Linked DNA regions of Mus musculus: region 2 is linked to region 1. A link is a contact called in public promoter capture Hi-C data. All regions are on one chromosome and are shown on one strand. The core of a region is the stretch at or near the end of the contact, and the rest is flanking DNA. Distances in the headings are between cores, read along the strand shown. Region 1 holds the start of Tatdn2 (TatD DNase domain containing 2). Region 2 holds the start of Rad18 (RAD18 E3 ubiquitin protein ligase).

What was found. Capture Hi-C pulls out chosen DNA fragments and counts their contacts.
Region 2: a promoter capture Hi-C map of liver shows a contact between it and region 1, with 4 times the contacts expected there. The contact joins the promoter of Rad18 here to the promoter of Tatdn2 in region 1. A contact is called at or near these places in 5 of 39 promoter capture datasets (the C10 cell line, erythroid cells, fetal liver and 2 more), 1 of 115 datasets of contacts at active chromatin or transcription factors (pancreatic cancer cells) and 1 of 9 other capture datasets (liver).

What each region holds. Positions count from the first base shown.
Region 1 is chr6:113,695,111-113,699,357 of GRCm38.p6, reverse strand. Tatdn2 (TatD DNase domain containing 2) reads right to left here and starts at 2,308. Exons shown (of 8, transcript NM_001347356.1): 1 at 1,757-2,308; 2 at 1,241-1,651. The coding sequence starts at 1,645.
Region 2 is chr6:112,694,823-112,699,069 of GRCm38.p6, reverse strand. It overlaps Rad18 (RAD18 E3 ubiquitin protein ligase), which reads left to right and starts at 2,400. Exons shown (of 12, transcript NM_021385.2): 1 at 2,400-2,526. The coding sequence starts at 2,476. It overlaps Gm35824 (a long non-coding RNA gene), which reads right to left and starts at 2,402. Exons shown (of 2, transcript XR_377964.4): 1 at 815-2,402; 2 at 583-700.

The sequences.
Region 1 (4,247 bases), core at 1,059-3,558:
AGATGGAGGACTGGGAGTTCAAGGTCCTCCTTGGCTACATATGGAGTTCAACCTAGACTAAATGAACCTTTCTAAAAAAGAAACCATCAGGAAAGGTGTTAAACTCCCTTTCCTTAGACTACCTTTGCTGTTTTTCCTAGGGGCAGCCCATCTTCCCCCAAAATGAGACTTTCTCATTGTGTTTACACTCTTCTACATACACACTTTTTAAGACTACCAGAACTCTAAAATCTACATTTTAGTATCAGTAGAAGAGTAGGGACCTTTGTTTTGCAGTTACTGAAGAACCTCACACTCCTAGAACACTGCCTGGCACTCAAAACCTGATGCAGGTCTGCTTTAGAAGCATCCCCCAATCTGCTCCAAGAACTTACAAATCCCGGTGTGTTTCCCCTGCGGAACTAGACTTGAGCTGATCTCCAAAGATAACTACTAATAAACTAAAAAAGTACCCAAGCCAGGTGTAGTGACATACACCTTTAAAGCAGGCAGGGATCTGTGGGATTCAGGACAGCTTGGTCTATAGGAGACCCTGTCTCAAAAATCCAAAACCCTGTTAACCAAACAGAGAATGCCAACATGCAGAAATCCACAACTTTGGTGAAAAGCCACACTAAGAGTCCATTTCCTGAGCTGCAATTCAGAGCGGTTCTAAGTACAAAGACCATTTAATTTTATTTTTAATTAAGTGCACGTATGTGGGTTAAGTGCACATGAAGATAGATACCCATGGGAGCCCGAGGAATGGGAGCTGGAATTACAGGGGCTTGTGAACCACCTGACCTGGGCTCTCAGAACCTGTGTCCTCCTTCAGCAGCTGTATGTGCCTTCTTCTCTCCAGCCCCAAGGGCAAACTCTATAAATTGACCGAAATCTACATCATCTTTCCTGGGCATTATTCCACCTTCCATTGTGCTGATCCTCCAGTTCCACTGTCCATTTACAATCACTCGAAGGTTGCAGAGATCCCTCCAAACTATCTATAATCACTCTCTCTGGGATGGCAGACCACAACCATTATCAGGCTTTCCTAGTAGTTCCAAATGCCACCAAGTTTGAAAACCCCCTCCATACTGAGCTCTACCCCTCAACACCCTCCCCCTCGCCCCCCCCCACACACACACCAGGCCCTCCACAGGAAAGATCTAATTTTTATTCTCTTCCCACCAAATGTCTTCTCTCCACCCCTCAAACCACGTGCAAGGGACTTCACTGTTTGCCAGACGTCGCTGCCACGTACCTTAACGCTACAAGCTTCCTTCCGTAGAGAAGCCATTTCTTCTAGAGAGGAGTGGGCAGGGTGCAGAGGGGACCCCTTGGACGTAAATAGTCTCCGAGGGCTCGCAATCAGGAAGCCAGGGGAAGCGGCCTCACCCACACCTGAGCCCGAAGAGAGAGAGGACGAAGAAGAGGAAGAGGAGGTGCGACGGCGGACTGAGCTCCGAGGAGCGCGGGCCACATCGTCCCCGCGCCGGACTTTCAGACGCTGGGGGCTGCTGGCCCCTCGAGGACGCGACGCACACCTGCGACCTGGCCGGCTGGAGGGGGCCACATTGCCGGGCTCCCGGGGGCGGCTGCGCTTGCTGGGACACCCTTCCGACGTGCTGCCCCAGTGATACTTGACCTTGCGCCGCTCCGACGCCATGGGCACCTGCCAGGGACAGAGGAACGACGATTGTAGCAGCAGCCTTGGCGGCTGCTCGCCTCACACCGCCGGGAAGCCGCTAGGGCAACGGCGGGAATCGGCCCCACTGACCTTTCCCGTTCCTGTCGTCTGCCCATTCCAGTGCTACGGGCTTCGGGGACGCCACAGCGCTCCGAGAAGCGTCCGCGGGCCGAGCGCCGAGCCCGAACAACGCGCAGCCCAAGTCCGCGAGCGCGGCTGTCAACAGCGCGCCACTCCCGAGACGCCGAGGCGCTTCCGGCGCGGCGCGGCGCGGTGCAGCGGTCTGCCTTCCGAAGCCCTGCGCGGGGGGCCGAGCGCGTGCGGAGCCGCCTTTTGGGCCGCACGCGCCCGCAGGCCCCGGACGCCAAGGGCGGGCCGCGGGCGGGGTGGCCGCTCGCCTCCCGCCGCCCCGTCCCGCCCCGGGCCTGAGGGAGCCACTGGCCTCCGGAGCCGCGCGCCGGAAGTCACCTCCGCTCCTCCAGCTGACCCGGCCCAGCGCCGCACCGCGCCCTCATCCAAGGCCTCGGCCCCGCCGCCTACTTCGCAACCTCGGCGTCAGCTCCGCGGAACCTGCCCAGCGGCCGGCGGCCGGCGTGCGGCAGGGGCGGAGCCGGCGTCAGGGACGGCGCCGATTGCTCCAACGGGAGAGGGGCGTGACTTCGGGCAAGACGGAGCGCGCCTGTTGGTCCGACGTTCTGGGGCGTGCCCCTACGCCTCACGAAGCTCTGTGGTTGGTTGGGAGCGATATGTGGCGGAGCTTCTCACGTGGCCCTGGATCCGCGCGAAGGGCCTGCTGGGGACGCCCGGGAGCCGAAAATACCGATGGAGGGTAACTTGGCGGGCCTCTTGGTACCGGACGCGCGTGCCAAACATTGTCACTCACTCACCTACTCACCCATCCCCCCTCCCCCTTTTTTTTTTTTTTTTAAAAAAAACAACGCAGGAAACTGTGGCTCGATAAAAACCAAGCGACACACCCAGAAAGTGACGGAATTGGGGTTAGCAGGCACAAGCCATACACACACAAAAAACAGAACCAGGCCTGCCGGATAGACCTGTAAAACCAACTGCTCAGGAAGAAGAGGCAGGACGATTGACAAAGTCCAGCCTAGACGTTTTAGAACCTGACTACAACTAAAAAAATTTTAATAGCGGGGGGTGGGGAGAACAGAGAGGTGCCTGAAGCAGCCATAGTAGCTCACATTGGTAATTCCATTTGGGTCGCTGAGGCTGGGGAACTGCTGAGTTCGAAGCCAGTTTGGGATAGCTAATGAGTTCCGATCAACCTAGGCTTCCGAGTGAGATCAAAAGAAAAGAAAAAAAAAGAGAGAGAGAGAGAAAGAAAAGAAGAGATATAACCCCACATCAAGAGAGCCGTAGGACAGAGGATCCAGAGTTCAAGGTCACCTCCTAACTTCTTGAGACCCTGTTTCAAACCTTCCCACACCAACCCCAGAAAAGGTAATGATTGCAGCTCAATAGCAGAGCACTTACAGGAGAAGCAAGCTTTTGATCCTAATCACCAAATTACCCAGGTGTCACACAAGTCTGTAAGTAATCGCAGCCCTCTGGAGGTGTTGGAGGGGAGGGTCAGGAATTCCAGACCAGCCTGTGACACTTAAAATGCCCCCGCCCCCCAGAACCAAAACAGTAAAGAAAAGAGTTTGTCCTACTACTTCATTCCCAGACTGCTCTTGGCCAACAGCTGTGGTGGCAAGAACTAAAGGCTCTCCACACTCAGCTGGCCTTCACTTTTTTTTTTTTTTTTAATTACCCAATGCAGGAGCCAAACCCATGGAATAGCACCTCCCATACTCAGAGTCTTCTGTCTTCAGTTCATCCTCTCGGTAAACTCCCTCCTAGTCACAGCCAGAGCATATCTAACTCCTAGAGGGTTGTTAACCCAAGTTCACAGTGAAGGTTAACCATCCCAGAAGCCATCTCTATTTGTTTGTGGGGTTTTTCTTTTTTTTTTGGGGGGGGGGGTGTCGTTTTGTTGTTTTGGTTTGATTTGATTCTTTCAAGACAGGCTCTCTCTGTGAAATCTTGACTGTCCTGGAACTAGGTCTGCCAACCAGGCTGGTCTCAAACTCATAAAATTCTGCCTGCCTCTGCCTCCCAAGTGCTGGGATTAGAGACACGTGTGTGCTGCCACCACCACCTGGCAACCATCCCTATTTGTAACAGTAAAAATAAAAGCAACTTTAATATCCATGAAGGGTTATACAAGTGCCCCAAGCCCTGCAAAGGTGGCATTGCTGATAAAAACCCTCCCTAAAGTGACAATGTACTAAATCACTGGCCACAACCATGAAGTCTTAAGTTCAAATACCAGGACCCACATAAAAGCTGGCTGTACAGCAAGGGTATATACAATCTAAGCACTTCTACATCAACAGAGATGGGCCAGCTAGCCTTGTGTAACAGCAAACTAAAATACATACATACATACATACATACATACATACATACATACCTTGTGGAAGAAGGATTGAAAACCCAAGTCATCTCTTGAGCTCCATATGCACATGGTTGTGTGCACACCACATGCACATACATAAATATGCATACATACATTGTA
Region 2 (4,247 bases), core at 1,151-3,650, 1.0 Mb after region 1:
TCACTTGGGGCTAAGTATTATGGGAGAGCCTCTGACTCTTGTCTGCTTTTTAAATACAGAACATTTTGTTTTTGCTCCTGAATAAAGAGGCACAAGCTCGTTATTGATCTAAAAGAAGGGCATGTTTCTCAGAGACAGACGGCAGCTTGTCAGGAGACAGGAGAATGGCTCTTGAGGCTTAAGGGAGGGAAAAGGGGAGGCATATTGCCCTGAGCCCATAATGGTCTTTCTAGAACCTGCTTGTTCCCTGGAACTTTCCTCCCTAGGCCCAGAGGTGACATGGCTCCTTGGGTGCTGCTAAAGAGGACAGGAGGAAAACATTTAGCTCAGGAGGAAAAGATGACCTGGGAATGTGAGCTCACTGGTAATTTGCTCATTAATTCCATCTCACTGAGTGGTTGGTGGCAAGAGTTCAGAGATGAATGGCATTGGGGTGTGACCTGGAGGCTCTGCAGAGAAGAGAGTGCCTCCCCAGCCCCACCTCTTTTCTCTCTTTCCTCATTTCCCTCCCTCCTTCCCCCCTCTCTTCCTTTCCTCCCCCTCTCTCTGTCCCTCCCCTATTCTTCCCTCTTTTCTCACACATTTCTCTTTCACTCCCCAGTCATTTGTTAACCTAATTGCCCAGTATCCAAAGAGAACCCTAAAGGAATAACTATGGCAAACTTGCTTTTTTGTTATTGCCGTATCTTTGCACGGCAACCTGCCCCTCCGATGTTCCCAGAACTATCCAGCAGCACCCAACTCAACCTAGAGTTCATGTGAGTACTCTCCCCTGATGGGTTGGTACAAATCCACCTTGCATCTAATCTGCCACCTGCCCCTCCGATGTTCCCAGAACTATCCAGCAGCACCCAACTCAACCTAGAGTTCATGTGAGTACTCTCCCCTGATGGGTTGGTACAAATCCACCTTGCATCTAATCTGCCATTTACCTCCTGGCTGCCGACTTGCTAGATTCAGTGTCTGAATCCTCTTGCTGTTCTGACACTGGGTTCCGTATCTGCATGCGGAAAGAACTGTCTTGACCAGACAGACTCTTATGAGACGATTCTGTGGTAGTTTATATGCTCAAAAGCCCAACATCCTGAGTTCAAGCCCTGCTTCTACTTAGCTGCAGAATGCTCTGCACCAATTACCCATTTTTCTTTCCTTTGAATAATGAGTAAACCAAGTAAGTGCATGATGCAAAAACAAAACAAAACAAAACAACCCAAAGCCACAGGAGTGCTTTGAATACAGGTGGTCTAATATGTGTTAGCTATTACTGTAATAAGTAAACTATCACCTAAATGTTGTTTGTGTTGGTGTTGCACAGTTCATCTGTGACTGTAGGCTAGGAAAAATTAATTGGCTCAGATTACAGGGATTATTTTATGATAAAAACTCAAAAGAATGAATTCCTAACCTGCTGGGTTTTAGTCTTCACACCTGTAAAGTGTCTGTAACAGCCACATCTCTCCCCCTACTTTCCAGGAGAGCTCACATGCCTGGTCCATTGTAAGTCTTCAAAACATACATGTTGAATCGGTGAATGTGTGGGCCACCGGGGTATCAGTGATACCGCAAGCTTCGGGATTCTGTCTTGCGAGTCATCTGGACCAACTTGTGGCCCCTGAGACCTAGTACAGCGGAGGCCCACAGAAGGCAGAAGATGAGTGCTGAACTGAGTAGCCAGGCTGGCTGTGTGTTGGTCAGCGTTCCACATCCAGATAATGGAGCTCTGGTTAAATGAGCCTAAAAGGAACCTTTCTGGAGACAGGTCCGGGAGATAAGGCGTCACCTGGGAGATGGAAGAGGGTGAGGAGCCTCTCAAGTAGATGGAGTAATTTGATAAAAAAGAATGTGGGTTCCTGTTAAACTGATTTAATAACACTCTTTGCTAACACTGGTCCTTTTATACATGGGGACTATCTGAGAACTAAGTGCCAATATTAGCCGTGGTTACCTTTGAAGAACAGAGGCTCTATGTGGCTCTCGTGGATGCTTACAGAAAGAGGAGTTGAGACAGAAGTGTAACTTTAGATATTTTCAAGGAGCAAGACAGATCTCTAAAGCAACCAGAGATTACTACCTGAAGAGGGAAGACCTGAGCCTAGATCTTGAACTCTCTACCAAGGCTTAGGCTTCATTTGGTTTCTTTTTCCTAATATTCAATCACCTTCCGGAATCTTTTGTTTATTCATTTTATAAGACAGATTAAAGCTGCTTTTAATCTTTCACTTATCTTCTTGTCTCTCGGGATCCAAGAGGTCCAAACGCCTGCATCGCTCCAGGCTACGCCCTGGAATGTCTCACTTTTTCCCCTTCGGTCTTCCGAAGCCGCTAACGTCCAACGCACAAGAACTACAGCTCCCAGCATGCCGTGCGCTCGCCGCGAGCGCGCCGCACGTAGCTGACGTACGGTGTAGCGCGGGGAATTTCGAGTAGAGGAGCTGCGTGGCGGGCCGGTAGCTGGCGGTCTCATCAGGTGCGGCCATGGAGGTCCTGGCCGAGCCGCGATGGCCTCCGGGGTTGGCGGTGATGAAGGTGAGTGTCGGGGGAAGGCCGGGGCGCGGACGTCGTCGGTGCGAACAGGCACCCCGGTCCGCGCGCCGCCGCCTCGGCCCTAACCTGGCCTCGCGACGCCGGTCCTCAGTTTCCAACCCCCGAGACGGTCCGGGAACGCGCCGCGGCCCTGCGCAGTCAGCCTTAGGTCGCCGCCCTAACGAACCGGATGTTTTGGGTTTCTGTCACTATCACCGCGTCTCCCCGTAAAGTAGTGTCAACGATGGTGACATCACATCCTACGAGGACTCCTGTGTTAACAGTGACACCACTCGTGATTTGTGTGGACGTTGCATCGGATGACATTTTATAATCAAGCAGTATAGCAGAGGGTCCGCTTATCATGGTTTTCCATTTCTGGCTGTGGTCCAGAAGTCCTCCACGTTCTTAACACACTGCATCCGGCTTCCCTGCCTAATGTGCCCTCCATGACTCAATAATGACGCATCTCTCTTTATTTAACTTTTATTTATTTTATTAATTTAGGAGACGAGGTCATACCCTGTAGCCCCTGGCTCACATCTTTTTAAAAGAGAGACCAGGACCTAGACCCAGCGCTTAGCCTTTCCTTTTAAGGAATTATTGCATACTGAATTATCTCCCTTAAATAACATTTAGTAGGATGTGTTGTTTGTTTGTTTGATTGTTTTTGAGACAGGGTTTCTTTGTGTAGCCTTGCTCTTGTAGGACCAGGCTGGCCTTGAACTCAGCGAGATCTGCTTGTCTGCCTCTGCCTCCCAAGTGCTGGGATTAAAGATGTGTGCCACCTCTGCCCATCCGGTGGATGTTTTTTGTTTTGATGTTTGTTTTCTACCAAGATTGGGTAGCCCTCCTGCCTCTGTCTGCTGAGTGCAGCAGGCTTACGTTGTATCTGTTATAACCTAGACGGTTTCCCTATGACAGTTGGTTATTCTTTGCTTTTATAATTGTTGTTTTTTGAGACAGGGGTTTTTTTGGATATCCTTGGCTGTCCCGTAACTAGCTCTGTCCTCTGAGTGCAGGCTTTTTCCTTCTGTTCTTACAAACAATGCATCTATTACAACCTGAACATTTCCCTTCCACAACTGATTATTGTTTGTTTTATTTTGTGTGTGTGTGTTGTTTTTTGAGACAGGCCTCCTTTGTTGAATCCCTGCCTATCCCAGAACTAGCTCTGTAGACCAGGCTAGCCTAGAACTCACAGACCTCAATGCCTCTGCCTTCCAAGTGCTGGGATTAAAGGCATGTGCCACCACTGCCCAGCACAAGCAGGTTTTTATAGCTATGTAATGTTTCATATGGACTGTAAATGACAACTTTTTGGTTTGTGTTTGGCTTTATGACGGGCTCCTTATGTAGTAGTGCAGGTAGGCTTGAAGCTTGGATACTCCTGCTCCTGCCACTGAAGTGTTAAGATTAAAAGTAGGTACTCCCTTGGTTGTATTTGCTTATATTTACATTAATTATTCTAAAGAATTATTTATTTTATTTTTCGCATTGAGTGCTTTACCTACTTGTATGTATATGCACTGCATACATGCCTGGTGCCCATGGAGGTCAGAGACGACGTCCTCTCGCCTGGAGCTGGAGTCCTGGATGGCTGGGAGCCGTGTGTGGGCACGGGGAATCCAGCACAGGTCCCCTTAACTGCTGAGCCATCTCTTCAGCCTCCACAGTGTTTTAAGTAACAGATTCATACAGTTCAAGAAATACATAAAATAAAA